Linked DNA regions of Callithrix jacchus: region 1 is linked to region 2. Evidence: chromatin contacts called from public Hi-C data. All regions are on one chromosome and are shown on one strand. The core of a region is the stretch at or near the end of the contact, and the rest is flanking DNA. Distances in the headings are between cores, read along the strand shown.

What was found. A called contact is a pair of places that touch in the nucleus more often than the background predicts.
Region 1: a contact with region 2 is called in a Hi-C map of skeletal muscle, with 10 times the contacts expected there. The contact joins two enhancer-like sites. A contact is called at or near these places in 3 of 3 Hi-C or Micro-C datasets (induced pluripotent stem cells and skeletal muscle).

Annotation. Positions count from the first base shown.
Region 1 is chr11:76,536,641-76,543,779 of calJac240_pri, reverse strand. All of the region lies in intron 1 of LOC144578394 (a long non-coding RNA gene), which reads right to left. Among named protein-coding and RNA genes, the nearest start is that of SYPL1, 37 kb to the right of the region's middle. Within about 2 kb of position 2,304, at least 1 of the 16 cell types and tissues checked has an H3K27ac peak or open chromatin away from gene starts, as enhancers often do. A contact at or near this core is called in skeletal muscle, where this site is marked.
Region 2 is chr11:76,441,385-76,448,939 of calJac240_pri, reverse strand. No RefSeq gene overlaps it. Among named protein-coding and RNA genes, the nearest start is that of SYPL1, 58 kb to the left of the region's middle. Within about 2 kb of position 3,654, at least 8 of the 16 cell types and tissues checked have an H3K27ac peak or open chromatin away from gene starts, as enhancers often do. A contact at or near this core is called in skeletal muscle, where this site is marked.

The sequences.
Region 1 (7,139 bases), core at 1,055-3,554, 96 kb before region 2:
AGTGCTAGGATTACAGGCGTGAGCCAGGGCACCTGGCCTGTTGTTGTTGTTGTTTTAACATAATATCCTGAAACAACCTTCCTCCTGACTCAACATCTGCCTCCTGGAAAGCCACCTTCCTCTGAGGGGCAGCTTCTCCAATGTTCTCGGAGAGAGGAGCCAGTGTTTTGACGCAGCCTTATTTTTTTTCTTCTGTGGACTGCCCTGATAATTGCAGTCAGCAAGTTCTTTCCAGAGAAGGGCTCACTCACCTGCGTTTTGGAATAAGCCATCCTTATTTTTGGGCACAGAGAACATCTGTTATCCCAAAACATCTTCCAAATTTCAAGGAGTATATATTTCAAAAGGAAATTTCATCACAGTTTTACTCTAAGCAGTTGGCTTCAAAGAAGCCTGTGTCTGGCCATTGGGGATGTTAAAATAACCTAAATTTGGCCGGAGGAAGCCTTTGCACCCAAGTCCTTTCTTAACTAACTGCAGGCAGCCTGGCTTACTACTTATACTAATCAAAAACCTAAATTTAGGAGTACGCCTTTGTAAGAAACAGCTGAGTCTCTGCCATCGCAGCAACTGAGCTTCCTCCAATCACACGCAGCCAACAATCAAATAAGGCAAACGCTGACCCGGAACTAGTTATGCCTTGTGTGTACCTCACTTCCGGTTTCCGTGCATCCATAATACCTGATCACATTGCTGACGGAGCTCTTAGAACCAGTTCTGAATCTGAGGGGTGCCTGATTCACACGTCGTGGATTTTTTTGTGTGTGTTCTGGGTTTTTTTTCCTCACTTAAACTCTGCCAAACTTGTCTAAGGTTTTTCTTTTTAACAGGTTTTTCTCACTGCTCAAAGATCTTCCGTTTGTTCACTGAAAGGTGACAAATTCCCCTCTAAAAACTGCAAGGTCAAGTGTATCTGTGACTTTAGCGACTGTCAAAAGAATGCTGGGGTTGGGGGTCAGATGACTCCTTCTTTGTGTTTCTGTTTGGTTGGTTGGTTTTTGGAATGGAGTCTCACTCTGTCGCCCATGCTGAATTGTGGTGGAGTGATCACTGCAACCACTTGAACCTCCCGGGTTCAAGCGATTCTCCTGCCTCAGCCTCCCGAGAAGCTGGGACCACAGGCACGTGCCACCACACCTGGCTAATTTTTGTATTTTTAGTAGAGATAGGGTTTCACCATGTTGGCCAGGCAGGCCCAACCAAGTGGGGACAGAAAGAAATATAGGGAATGACAAACAACCGTAAACTCTTGTGCCAGCTTCGTACGGAACATCTGTATTGGAACAATCATGCATGCCCTGACAGATGCCAGCCTAACTGCAGATCAGTCTAACCCCAACCTCCACTTGTAGGCCGGGCCCCATGGCTCACGCCTGTAATCCCAGCACTTTGGGAGGCCAAGGCAGGCAGATCACGAGATCAGCAGCTCGAGACCAGCCTGGCCAACATGGTGAAACCCCGTCTCTACTAAAAATACAAAAAATTAGCTGGGCATGGTGGTGCGTGCCTGTAATCCCAGCTACTCAGGAGGCTGAGGCAGGAAAACTGCCTGAACCCAGGAGGCGGAGGTTGCGGTGAGCCGAGATTGCACCATTGCACTCCAGCCTGGGTAACAAGGGCGAAACTCCGCCTCAAAAAAAAAAAAAATCAGCTGGGAGTGGTGGCAGGCGCCTGTAATCCCAGCTACTCAGAAGGCTGAGGCAGGAGAATCACTTGAAACCGGGAGGCAGAGGTTGCAGTGAGCCGATATCACGCCATTGCACTCCAGCCTGGGTGGCAAGAGCAAGACTTTGCCTGAAAAAAAAAAAAAACCCCACTTGTGGCCAGGTACAGTGGCTCTCATCTGTAATTGCACTTTGAGAGGCTGTAGCGGGAGGACTGCTTGAGCCCAGGAATTCACGACCAGCCTGGACAATATGGCAGAATTTTATCTCTACAAAAAATAAGCCACATGTGGTAGTGTGTGCCTGTAGTCTCAGCTACCCAGAAGGCTTGGGCGGGAAGATGACGAGCCTAGGCTGTGGAGGCTGCAGTGAGCTGTGATCATGCCACTGCACATCAGCCTAGGCAACACAGTGAGACTCTGCTTCAAAAAAATAATCCACTTGAAACTGCTGCTAACTAGAATGCATATTCAAAGCAACTTGAATCTGGGCTCCTGGATGAAATCCTCAAATTTGGCCCAAATAAACTCTATATATATTAATTTTGCCTCAGGTCAACAGCTACAAACTAACTGCCTTTCTGAGTGCTGAGGGGCAGGTGATAATATGAGGACTAACCTGGCCTGTGCTGAGTCTCCAACAAGTAAAGCCTCTGTGCCTCTGAAATACACGAGGAATGGGTTTTGCTACCTCCTGGGTTGGTCTCAAAGTCCTTGGAGGAAAAGGAATTCTTTTCCACAAAAGTAATCATGGCCAAGATTTACCAAGCACTTATTCTGTGCCAGGCCATTTTTGTATATAATCTCATTTAATCCTCAGAAACACCTATGAGGTGGATTCTATTCCTATCCCCATTTTTCTGATGAGGAAACAGGCCAGGGTGGTTAGGCAATGTGACCAAGGTCATAGGGCTAGTAGGGATTGTGGGTGGGAACTGAGCCCAAAAACCTGACCCCAGAGTTCATTCTCTCTACAGGGTACAGCCCCCAAAGGAGAGATCAAAATTGCCTCTCAGGCACCCATTTTTAAAAATCCGGAGATTTTCCTCAAAAAGGTCACCAGCTATTTTAGATTCACATCCTGTGTTTCCACCTGTCCCAGAAAGTAGAACATAACAGATCTGGGCATTCTGAACACTGGGCTTCTGTGATCTCAATTCAAATCTTTCTTTAAACCACAAGTGAGAAGAGTCCCTGGAAAGGACCAACTGGAAAGTCGAGTAAGTTACTTCCGAGATCACAGCCCAGGAAAGAATAGTAACCCCATAGTCCTATCTCCAAAAAGCCGCATGAGGTTTGAGCCAAGTCTCGTCTGAAATGTCAGAATTCTAGCCACATCATTCTTGAAGTAATTCAGAGGGAGAGCTTGCATGGCGGGCATCAAGATTTGTCATAATCCTGCAGCAGCTAAGGAAGTATGTACTGGGGTAAAACTTTAGAAAATCAGGCTGGGTGCAATGACTCACACCTGTAATCCTAGCACTCTAGGGGGCTGAGGCGGGCAGATCACGAGGTCAGGAGTTGGAGACCAGCCTGGCCAGCATGGTGAAACCCTGACTCTACTAAAAATACAAAATTAGCAAGGCATAGTGGTGTGCCTGTAATCCTTTGGCAGGACCTTACACCCAATTATGGAAGGTGATCAGGGAGATCAGCTATAATCATCTTTGTGACCCCAGGTTAGGGAAGATTTCTTAAAGAGGTCACAGAAATATTGATAAATTAGACATTAGAATTTAAAACTTCTGCTCACCAAAAGATATCCTTACAGAAGTAAAAAAGCAGGCCAGGCAATGGAGACTCACACCTGTAATTCCAGCAGTTTGGAAGGCCAAGGTGGGTGGATCACCTGAGACCAACCTGGCCAATGTGGTGAAAATCCATCTCTACTAAAAATAGAAAAATGAGCCAGGCATGGTGGAACATGCCTATAGTCCCAGCTACTCCAGAGGCTGAGGCAGGAGAATCACTTGAACCCAGGAGGCAGAGGTTGCAGTGAGCTGAGATCACACCACTGCACTCCACTCTGGGCAACTAGAGCAAAACTGCATCTCAAAAAAAAAAGAAAAGAAAAGAAATCCAACAGACACGCATTAAAGTCACACTGAGATTTAGCTAATGAAGCCCAATCCCCAGTTTATAGAGAACAGAGAAAAATGAGTAGGACACCATAAGAAAACATGGGATAAATGCAGAATGTGGGACTCGTCAGGACTTTTTAAAAAGCTGGCCTGTGCTTTTTAAAAAGCCAAAGTCATTAAAAAAAAAAAAGAAAAAATAACAAAGATTAAAAATTAAAAGAGACTAAATACACAATACAAATGCAATGCATAAATTTGGGGTGGATTACAATTTCAAAAATTAACTATAAAAACATTTTCAGGTCAAATTGGGGAAATTTGAATATGGGCAAAATACTGTATGATATGAATAAATTGTTTATTTTCTTGATCATCATCACAAAATGGTAGAATATCCCTCATCTTAGGGGAGTCATGAGGAAATATTTTAAGATCAGTGAACACACACAAAATAGATAAATACAGGGAAATAGATAACTAGGTCAATTGATAGATAAATGATAGAACAAATATGCCAAATGTTAGTAATTTTTGAGGTAGCAAGAGGCATGTGTTCTCTGTATTATTTTATATTTGAAATGTTTTGCCAGGCACAGTGGCTTACACCTGCAATCTGGCACTCTGATAGGCCAAGGCAGGTGGATCATTTGAGTCCAGGAGTTCAAGACCAGCCTGGGTAATACGGCAAAACCCCATCTCTATAAAAAATTTGCTGGGGCCAGCCACGGTGGCTCATGCCTGTAATCCCAGCACTTTGGGAGGCTGAGGGGGGCGGATCACAAATTTAGTGGTTCAAGACCAGCCTGACCAACATGGTGAAAACTTGTCTCTACTAAACATACAAAAATTAGCCAGGTACGGTGGCGTGTGCCTGTAATCCCAGCTACTCAGGAGGCTGAGGCAGGAGAATCGCTTGAACCCAGAAGGTAGATGTTGCAATGAGCCAAGATCACACCACTGCACTCCACCTGGGCAACAGAGCAAGACTCCGTCTCAAAAAAAAAAAAAAAACAACTAGCTGGGCATGGTGGCATGTGCCTTTAGTCTCAGCTATTCAGGAGGCTGAGGTTGGAGGATCACTTGAGCCTAGTTAAGCCAATATTGTGCCAGTGCGCTCCTGCCTGGGCATTAGAATAAGACCCTATCTCAAAAAAATATTATAAATATAAATAATGAAAGGTTAGAAAATCTCTGTCACACACACACACATGCACACATACACACACAGATATAGCCATACATACCACCCAGAGGAGCTAACCTTACACACTAGCATTCTCCAGTGTCGACAGGATGTGGGGTACAAAGACCTCTCATGTATAACTTCTTGGAGTATAAATCCACAGAATCACTTTGGCATCATATAGCAAAGCCAACGAAACATACCCCACGACCAAGCAATTCTACTGCAGGGTGGACACCCTACTGACATATGCTTAGGGAGGCAGGAACGTTCAGAGCAGAATTTATTCATAAAATCCCCAAATTGGTAACAATATCTGCAATGGTATGAATTTGTGAAAAACTACTGATTATTCACGCAATAAAATGCTACATCACAACGACAGTGAATAAGCTACACTATTTGTAACAACGAGAATGGATCTCATAAACATCATGTTGGTGAATGAAGCCAGATATGAAGAACACATCCTGGATGGATCCATTTCCATAAATTTCTATAGCAGGTATAATCAAATAATAGTGGCCATGGACATATATGTTTGTAATAAAATTTTAAAGAAAATCAAAGACATGATGAATAACCATCAAAGTAGAGGCACTGATTACTGTTAACAGGGACTGTAACTGAGAAAGGATAGGCAGGAGGGCTCCAGGGCTCTCACAAAGTTCTGTTTCTTGACCTGATAAGGGGTTTACTTTATTTTAAAAATGCATTAGGCTGGGCACAGTGGCTTACGCCTATAATCCCAGCACTTTGGGAGGCCAAGGCAGGCGCATTGCCTGAGCTCAGGAGTCTATAACCAGCCTGGGCAACACGGTGAAACCCCGTCTCTACCAAAACACAAAAAATTAGCCAGGCATGACGGCATGCACCTGTAGTCCCAGCTACTTGGGGAGGCTGATGCAGGAGAATCGCTTGAATGTGGGAGGCAGAGGTTGCAGTGAGCCAAGATTGTGCCACTGCACTCTAGCCTGGGCAAAAAGTGAGATTCAATCTCCAAAAAAAACAAAACAACAACAACAACAAAATTAAACTGTTCATTATGTTTAGTATACCTTCTTCTTTTGAGACAGGGTCACCCAGGCTGGAGAGCAGGGGCACAATCTCAGCTCACTGCAGCCTCAACCTCCCCAGGCTCACGTGATCCTCCCATCTCAGCCTCCTGAGTAGCTGGGACTACAGGCGCATGCCACCACACCCGGCTAATTTTTTGATGTTTTGTTGAGATGGGGTCTCACTACGTGAACTCCTGAGCTCAAGTGATCCTCCTGCCTCAGCCTCCCAAAGTGCTGGGATTACAGTTGTCAGCCACTACACCCAGCTAGAGTACATTTCTAAGTGTCTTTTATAGTTCACAATAAACAGTATTAAAATAAATGTCCAAAACTGCCTGCAGAAAAAATCTGGCCCCCAAATCCTCAGTGTTAGAGGCAGGCCCCCTTCCACCATGTTTGTCTCGGGGAAGGAAGATGACCTTTGAGACAGCAAGTTTCCGGGCTCTTCCAGAGAAAGTCTTTCTGGATTCCACCAGCCTCACTGAGGAGGGACTGATTGGTTGTCACTAGACAATGAGCTTTGGTGGCCATGAAAAACAAGCAAGTTATGTCTTTCTTTTTACATATTTGGCCATGCTGCTGGAGAGGAAATTCTTACTCCCAAAGCCTGCAAGCCCTGTGAGGAAGGGTAGAAATCTTCCGTATTTTTTATGCCTGGGCCTAGAGACCAAGGGGCGGTCTTGCCTTGACACTGAGCCTTTTAAGAGGAATGACTATAGTGGGGTGTAGTGGGTGCCTGTAATCTCAGCTACTCAGGGGGCTGAAAGAGTGAAGTGCTTGAACCCAGAAGGCAGATGTTGCAGTGAGCCGACATCATGCCACTGCACTCCAACCTGGGTGACAGAGCGAGACTCAGTCTCAAAAAAAAAGAGGAGTGACAGGCTCTGGGGCACAGGATGAGAGAATGACAGATCTAGACCTCAAACCCAGGCCACGCATGACGGTCCATGCCTGTAGTCCCAGCTGCTTGGGAGGCTGAGGTGAGAGGATTGCTTAAGCCACAAGGTCAAGGCCACACTAAGCTATGATCACACCACTGCACTCCAGCTGGAGGGACAGAGGACCCTGTCTCCAAAAATAAAAATAAAAAAAACGAGGTCTGCTGTGTCATTTTGTGCATCTGTAATGAAAGCTGCCCTCCTATTTCTTGCTCA
Region 2 (7,555 bases), core at 2,405-4,904:
GCTCTGCTCCCTGGGGCCAGAATCACCCATGCCCCACCCCTTCGAGCCTCAGCTCAGACATGGTGGGAGTAGAAAGAGCCCTGGATTGGGAGTTTCAGTTCTGGCTGAGCTCCTAACCAGCTTCCTCACGTGTCCAGGAATCATGGAATCACAGTTCCCAGAGCCCAGGAGGACCCCTCACCCACTAGGATGACTCACACCGTTCTGCCAGCCCTGGCTGACAACGGACTCTCCCATCCTGAGCAGCTGCCAGGTCATCGCATCCTCATAGCTCCCTCCAGACACCCTGCTGGACAGAGCAGGATAGAAGAGTGGAGAACCCCAGCCACGGGGCTCCTCTGCTCTCATCCCACCTTAGGTCTGCCTCTGCCCTATGAAGTCCGGCCCCTGCCGCCTATGCTTTTCATATCCCCAACAATTCCGGGGATGAGGGGGACTCAGGAAGTATTTGATGGCCTGGTTAATGATGAGCCCTGGCTGGATGCAGTGGCTCCCACCTGTAATCCCAGCACTTTGGGAGGCTGAGGCAAGCGGATCACAAGGTCAAGAGATGGAGACCATCCTAGCCAACATGGTGAAACCCCATCTCTACTAAAAATACAAAAATTAGCTGGGCACGGTGGCGGGTACCTGTAGTCCCAGCTACTTAGGAGGCTGAGGCAGGAGAATCGCTTGAACTCAGGAGGTGGAGGTTGCAGCAAGCCAAGATTGTGCCACTGCACTCCAACCTGGCGACAGAGTGAGACTCTGTCTCAAAATATAACAAAACATAAAATAAAATAATTTTTAAAAATGAGCCCTGTCACAGCTTATGATTTGGGGTCCAATAAATCTGGGTTCCGATTTGAGCCCTGCTGCCAGCCGGCTGGGACACTGAGACAAAGGCCTTGGCCTCTCTAAGGCTCAGCTTCCTTGGCACTAAAGTGGTGGATGCTTCACAGAGCTGATGGGAGGATAAAGGAAATAAGCGTATGCCAGCGAGGGGGTTAGTAACAGCGCCCATCTCTCCATGCATCTGCAATCCTTGCCCACTCTCTCTAGACACAGGCTCAGAAGCCAGTGGAGCCTTTCAGGGCAGGAACCTCATTGGTTTTAGGGTCACATCTGTTGCTATGGAGGCAAATGGCACATCTGCTGGGCTCCACACTAGCCTGGGGAGAGGCCTTATGGTGCGGCTGTTTCCCAACAAGCAGTGGTGAGGTGTGCAGCAGGGCCCTGTTTAAACACAGAGAGGCGGGAGCCCTCACCCTGCACCTCAGATTCGTAAGACACCTGCTTCCTGATGCACTCCCCAGGCCTCACCTCTTGGTGGGAGTGGAGGAAATGATGGGATGAGTCACCACAAAGACCCTTCATGGGACACATTAACTTTACAGAATAATGTTTCTGAGACAGAGTGGAGGACTTTCTTTTCTTTTTTTGCCCTCAATCACTGAAAGAGTAGAGGATTTTAACTACACATAGTGTGCTCTGGCAATTGGCAAATTTAACCCCTGCCTGCCCTAAATATTTTTGTTTTCCTCGAGACAGAGTCTTGCTCTGTCACCTAGGCTGGAGTGCAATGGCAGGATCTCGCCTCACTGTAACCTTCGCCTCCTGGGTTCAAGTGAATCTCCTGCCTCAGCCTCCCAAGTAGCTGGGACTGCAGGTGTGTGACACCATGCCCGGCTAATTTTTTGTATTTTTAGTAGAGACGGGGTTTCACCATGTTAGCCAGGATGGTCTCCATCTCCTGACTTCATGATCTGCTCACCTTGGCCTACCAAAGTGCTGGGATTACAGGCGTGACCCACCACACCCGGCCAGGAAAGGGGTTCTTAGTCCTATTTTTTAGACAATGGCATTGAGTTCCAGAGAGGTTGGACAATTGCCCAAAGTCACACAGCTTATTATTCAAAGCACAGTAACTCATGCCCCCAGAGTTGACTTCCTATCTTCCAAGACAGGGAGGAACAAACATCACTGTCTGGCCTCGTATACTGAGTTTTGGTGAGACATTCTGTGCACACACACACACGAGCGCACGTGCACACCCGCATATGTGCTCTGTTTCTTTCCTGGGTTCAGCTTCCTGTCCCTAAGTGCAAGAAAGAAACCTGGAGACCTGGAGATCAACTCCCCTCACCCCATGCTGTAGACCCTACTTGGGTGGTGGGTGGTGAAAGAAGCCAACATGTTTCATCTGCAGATACACTTCTTTGAATAATTTGAGATGGCTGTTCCGAAGAAATGCAAACAGAAGGAGCCCTGCCATGCTGTCTTTCTGGGGAGATTTGTATCAGCAGAGAATCTGCATTGATGCAGACAAGTTTTCTCAGAGGTCTTCCTTTGTCCAGTCCAGGAAAAATTAACTGAAAGTGGGACACCTTTAAAGGTCTGAAGGCAACATTTCCCATCGATTCTCTTAGGGCTGCTCCCTGTGAGGTTTTGTCTGCGTAACAAGACCACCTTGGCTCCTCAGGCCTCTTCATCTCCTCCCATAACCTGTTTTGCTCCATCCATGCCCATATTCTTTCTGTAACCTCAGGATGGTACATCCACCTCTGAACCCCAGGGGGACAGATGTAATCGCTCTATGGTTCTCCCCCATGTGCATGCACATTAACAAACTTTTATGCTTTTTCTCTTATTAATCTGCATTTTCTGAGAGGATTTTCTAGTGAACCTACAGAGGGTAAAGGAGTGTTTCCCTGGGTTCCTACTGTGGCTTTTCTGGACTGTGAGACCACCTTTAGTCTTGCCGGGCAGGTTCTGAGTCAGGGGAATAGGGTCTGGAGGCAGAAAACCTAAGACCAATTCACATTGACTAACTAGAACTAAATCAAAAGGAAAATCCCAACTTTCCACACTTAAGTACCAAAAGGAACAGGGGCCACTCCCTTTGTAAATCCCACCCCCCCAACAATCCTCTCTGGCTGGCAGGTGAAAATGGAAAGTGCCTCTGATTAGTTGCTTTCTGCAATCAATTAGACATTTGTATGAGAGAGTAACTTCCCTTCAGCCTCTGAATGGTTGCTTTCTGCAACCAGTCAGACTGAGTCAGGCCGCTACTTCATTTGCATGAGGTGTACACCAAGTGGCCAATGGGAAACCTCTAGAGGGTATTTGGGCCCCAGAAGATCCTGTAACCAGGGCCCTTGAGCTGCTGCTCAGGCCTGCTCCCACCCTGTGGAGTGTACTTTCATTTTCAATAAATCTCTGCTTTAGTCGCTTCATTCTTTCCTTTCTTTGCTGTGCATTTTGTCCAATTCTTTGTTCAAAATGTCAAGAACCTGGACAACTTGCAGTCAATACCCTCTACCAGTAATAGTTCCAGCTGTCTCCACACACCCAGAGGCTCGCCCTAAGCCCTGCTCTGTTGAGGCCCTGGGCAGTGGAGCCACAGGAAGCACCTCTGACCCAGTGCTCTGTCTCAGGCTGGTGCAGGCCAGGGCCTGAGCCTGGGCAGGGCAGCACTGCACCCCTGTGAATCATGTACCCAGCAGGGGCTGTAACAGAGCTGCATGGCCACTACCAGGCAGCTGCTGGCTGCTAGGTTAGATGGTGGCATGCAGGGCAGGCAGGGGCTTCTGCACAGAAGAGGAACAGTGGCACGTCAGTCCCACCGTTCATCACCCCGTCAGAAAACCCCATTCATCACCCATATGTTCAGCGGCCACACCATGCACTGCCTCCCCCGTGGAGGATACAGTACAGAGGCTGCTGAGTGAGTGTGGAGGCAGCCAGGGCAGAAGCTGGGAGGCATACTGCACAGGGACGAAGAACAAAGACGCTGGAGTCCCACGGTTTCAGATTCAAATCCAGACTCCATTTCTTAGCAGATGGATGATCTTGGGAAATCATTGAGTCTCCCTGTGTGCCTGTGTCCTCATTTGTAAACTGGGATAAGAATAGCACCTCCCACGGGGGTTATGAAGTGATTTAAATGCAATGCCTAGCCTGTAGTGATTGCCTCATCCATGGTAGTTACGCTAAGAGGTCAGTGAAGTGCCCTGTTTTTGCAGCTGTGTGCCATGGAAATAGAAGTTATTCTTGGGACTGGTTTCACATTTTGTTTATTTCCTGTCTCCCCATTTGGAACATAATCTCCATGAGGGCAAGGATTTAAGACTGTTTTGTTCACTGGTGTGTCCTCAAGTGTCTACAAGACTCTGTGCATAATGGAAGCTTGATTTTTTGAGTGAAAGAAAAACAGAAAAAAAAAGAGAGTGAGAAAGAGGAACTGAGAAAGAAAGAAGTAAAATCTCCTTGATATACAGATGACAAGAACTGTACTGGGAGCCATCGCAGGCCAGAGACCTGCCTGCCTGCTGTTTTTATGAAGGCCATGAGAAACAACAGTGACCCCTGGAAGCTGGACTGGCTTAGGAGACACACAGGGAGGGAGGGGAGCCTCAAACAAGACAGGAGAGCAGAGCAGCAAGGAGAATAGACCATGACCCAAGGGCTTGCTCAGTCCCACCTGACTTAAGGTTTCACCAGTTCCTAAGAACAGTCAGTTAGGAAGCGGCACACAAACCCCACTGATTAGCATGTGTTATTTATTGCAGAGGCCCCTAACCTCAGGGCCTGTTAGAAACTGGGCCACACAGCAGGAAGTGAGTGATGGGCAAGAGCGTTTACTGCCTGAGCTCCACCTGCTGTCAGATCAGTAGCAGCATTAGATTCTCCACAGGAGCACAAACCCTACTGTGAACTGTGCAGGCGAGGGATCTAGGTTGCCTGCCCCTTATGAGCACCTACTGCCTGATGATCTGAGGTGGAACAGTTTCATCCCAAAACCACCCCATCCTCCTTGTTCATGGAAAAACTGTCTTCCACAAAACTGTTCCCTGGTGCCAAAAAGGTTGGGGACTGCTGACTTGTTGGACAAGCAGTGATGCAAAGAGTCATGGCATGCTGAGTTGTAGCTAGTTCTCATACCGAGCGTGAGTTCAGGCATTTCAGGACATACTTTCACCTGCCTGTTGAGGCTCCTTAAGGCTAATCAGGAAAGGTTTCCCAACAAGGCAAGCTCCTAAGAAACAGTGCCAGCAAGATCCTGAGTGACCAGGCCATGTAGGCAGCCCCTCAGGAAAGTCGCCTCTGTAGGCCTGGCTGCAGTCTGTGTGAGCTGCTTGTTACACACAACTTCCGCCTTGGACAGTAGTCTGGTGGGGCTGTGCATGAGGGAGAAGGGATAGCTCTGTGGCCGGCTGAGGGAGCCCCTCTTGGTCTAGAAGGTGCTAGTTGTCAGCCATGTTTACCCTACCATCAATAGCCTGTTCTGAGGCCCTGCTGAAACTCACCATTGGGCTTGTGAAGTGGAGTGAAAATATGATCTCTAGGCTGGGTGCAGTGGCTCACGCCTGTAATCCCAGCACTTTGGGAGGCCAAGGTGGGTGGATCACCTGAGGTCAGGAGTCCAAGACCAGCCTGGCCAACATACTGAAACTCTCTCTTTCTCTACTAAAAACACAAAAATTAGCCAGGTGTGGTGGCACATACCTGTAATCCCAGTTACTCAGGAGGCTGAGGCAGAAGAATCTCTGGAACCTGGGAGGCAGAGGCTACAGTGAGCCGAGACTATGACACTGCACTCCAGCCTGGGCAACCGAGTGAGACTCTGTCTCAAAATAATAATAGTAATAATAATAATAATAACGCTCTCTAAAGCCCACTGGCAGATAAGACCTGGGGAGACGGCAAGGGAAGACTCTGAGGATGTGGTGAGGAGGCATCTCTAGAAACTGGAGGATCTGACACACTCATCAGTGGTAAGGACAGGAAGGGAAGGGGCAGGAGCAGACTCAGGCTCTGAGTGGGAGGACAAAGCAGGGGAAGGACAAAGCAGAGGGCTCTGCAGAGCCTGATAGGCCAGGCTTCCCAGGGAGAGGTCCAGGGCCACTGAAAGCCATCCAAGCAGCATCTCCAGGCCCCGGAGCGAGACTGGAGGAAACAGACCAGAGGAAACAGATCTCATTGCCTGTTTTGCACTTTCCTGGATACTGACAAGGTTATGCCTATTCATATTTTTTTCTCATTTTTCTTCTGAACTATTTGTCTATTTCCCCCTCCCTCCACCCCACCAGGCATGCAGGACTCTTGATTATTTTCCTGATGTTTATCTTTTGTCACTTACGTGCCACACATATCTTTTCCTAGTGTGTGGCTTATCTTTTGAGTTTCTTTAAAATATCTGTGATGAACCAAGGTTCTTCAATTTGATGTGGATGAAATCACAAATCTTTCTTTTTATAATTTGTGATTTTTTTGGTGTGTTATAGTTAAGAAATTCTTCCTTACTCGAAGATCAAAGAGATATTGACTTCCATTTTCTTCTGGTCAGATATCCCACCTACAGGGCTGCTGCCGTTGTTTGGGGATTTGTGTCCAAGGCAGGGATGGGCACCCCAAATATGCTGTGCTGTCCCAGATGCCAGGAGGACACGTCAGGGCCTGCACAACCTTAGGGTACCTTTCCTGTAAACCAGGCCCAGCCATCACTGGGTACAAGCTACTGCTCCTAATCTACCCCATACCCATACTTTGGCCAACACAAAAGGTGCCAGTGAGCCTGAAGCCATAAGATCCATGTGGCAGATTTGAAGGCTCCAGGTGCTGCATTTAACTAGGGGTACTCAACATACTGTGATCAGCACAGATCTGTCTGCTCACCACATGCCAGGATCTGCCAGGGACCATCTCACAGCTAATGATAAATCCTCCTGTCAGGACCACAAAGCAGGGCTTTGTGACACTGTGTTAGCCCACATCGACCCAGGGCAGGGCTCCAGGCGGAGCTGGTCAGCCCAGGCCACTGCAGACAATGGAGCCACAGTGGGGTAGGTCTCGCAATGGAAGTCAGCATGGAGGATGGTGACAAGAAGCAAAAGTCCTGGCAGTAGCCAGGTCCAAGCATGCCTCCCCAAGGAGGGAGCGCAGGGCGGGGCAGGGCGGGGCGGGCTCTGTAGAGTAAACTGGGCAACTTGAATCTTGTAGTGTCTGGCTAGCACCCAGGCAGGCTCCACAGATGCCCGCCCGGGCCTGATTTTCCTGTTCTCAGTCTCCCACGTCTGCCAGGAGGCCTTGATAAATATTCAGTAGCTCTGGCCTCAGAGCCTGTGTCTGGAGGACATTTGTAGGCAGTGAACTGTAGAGAAGCTGAGAGGAGGCCTTTAAAGGAGCCCCAAACCTCAGCATCTCCATTCTGCTCGGCGTTGGGTTTTACAGGGTCCCAAGGGAGCCACCCACCTGCAGGCCTGACCCCCTGAGTTTGATGCGTGGGTTCCCTGAGCCCAGCTCTCAGGGAAGAAAGAGGCAGAATTCAGGCTGCTAGAGCAGCCGGGATGAGAGAAGTAACACCAGCAAATGTGGTATTTAATGGATATTTTTATACACCAGTAGCAAATACAGTCATTTCTGGGAATTTTTTTTTTTTTAGAAGATGCTGAATTAAAAATTTGCATCTTCGCTCATTCTCGATCTCCTTCTGTGGTTCCACTTGAGCAGCCCCACAGGCTGCAGGCTTACTTCCGCCTCATGCCCCCCACCTGCTGCCACAGCTTCCTGCCCC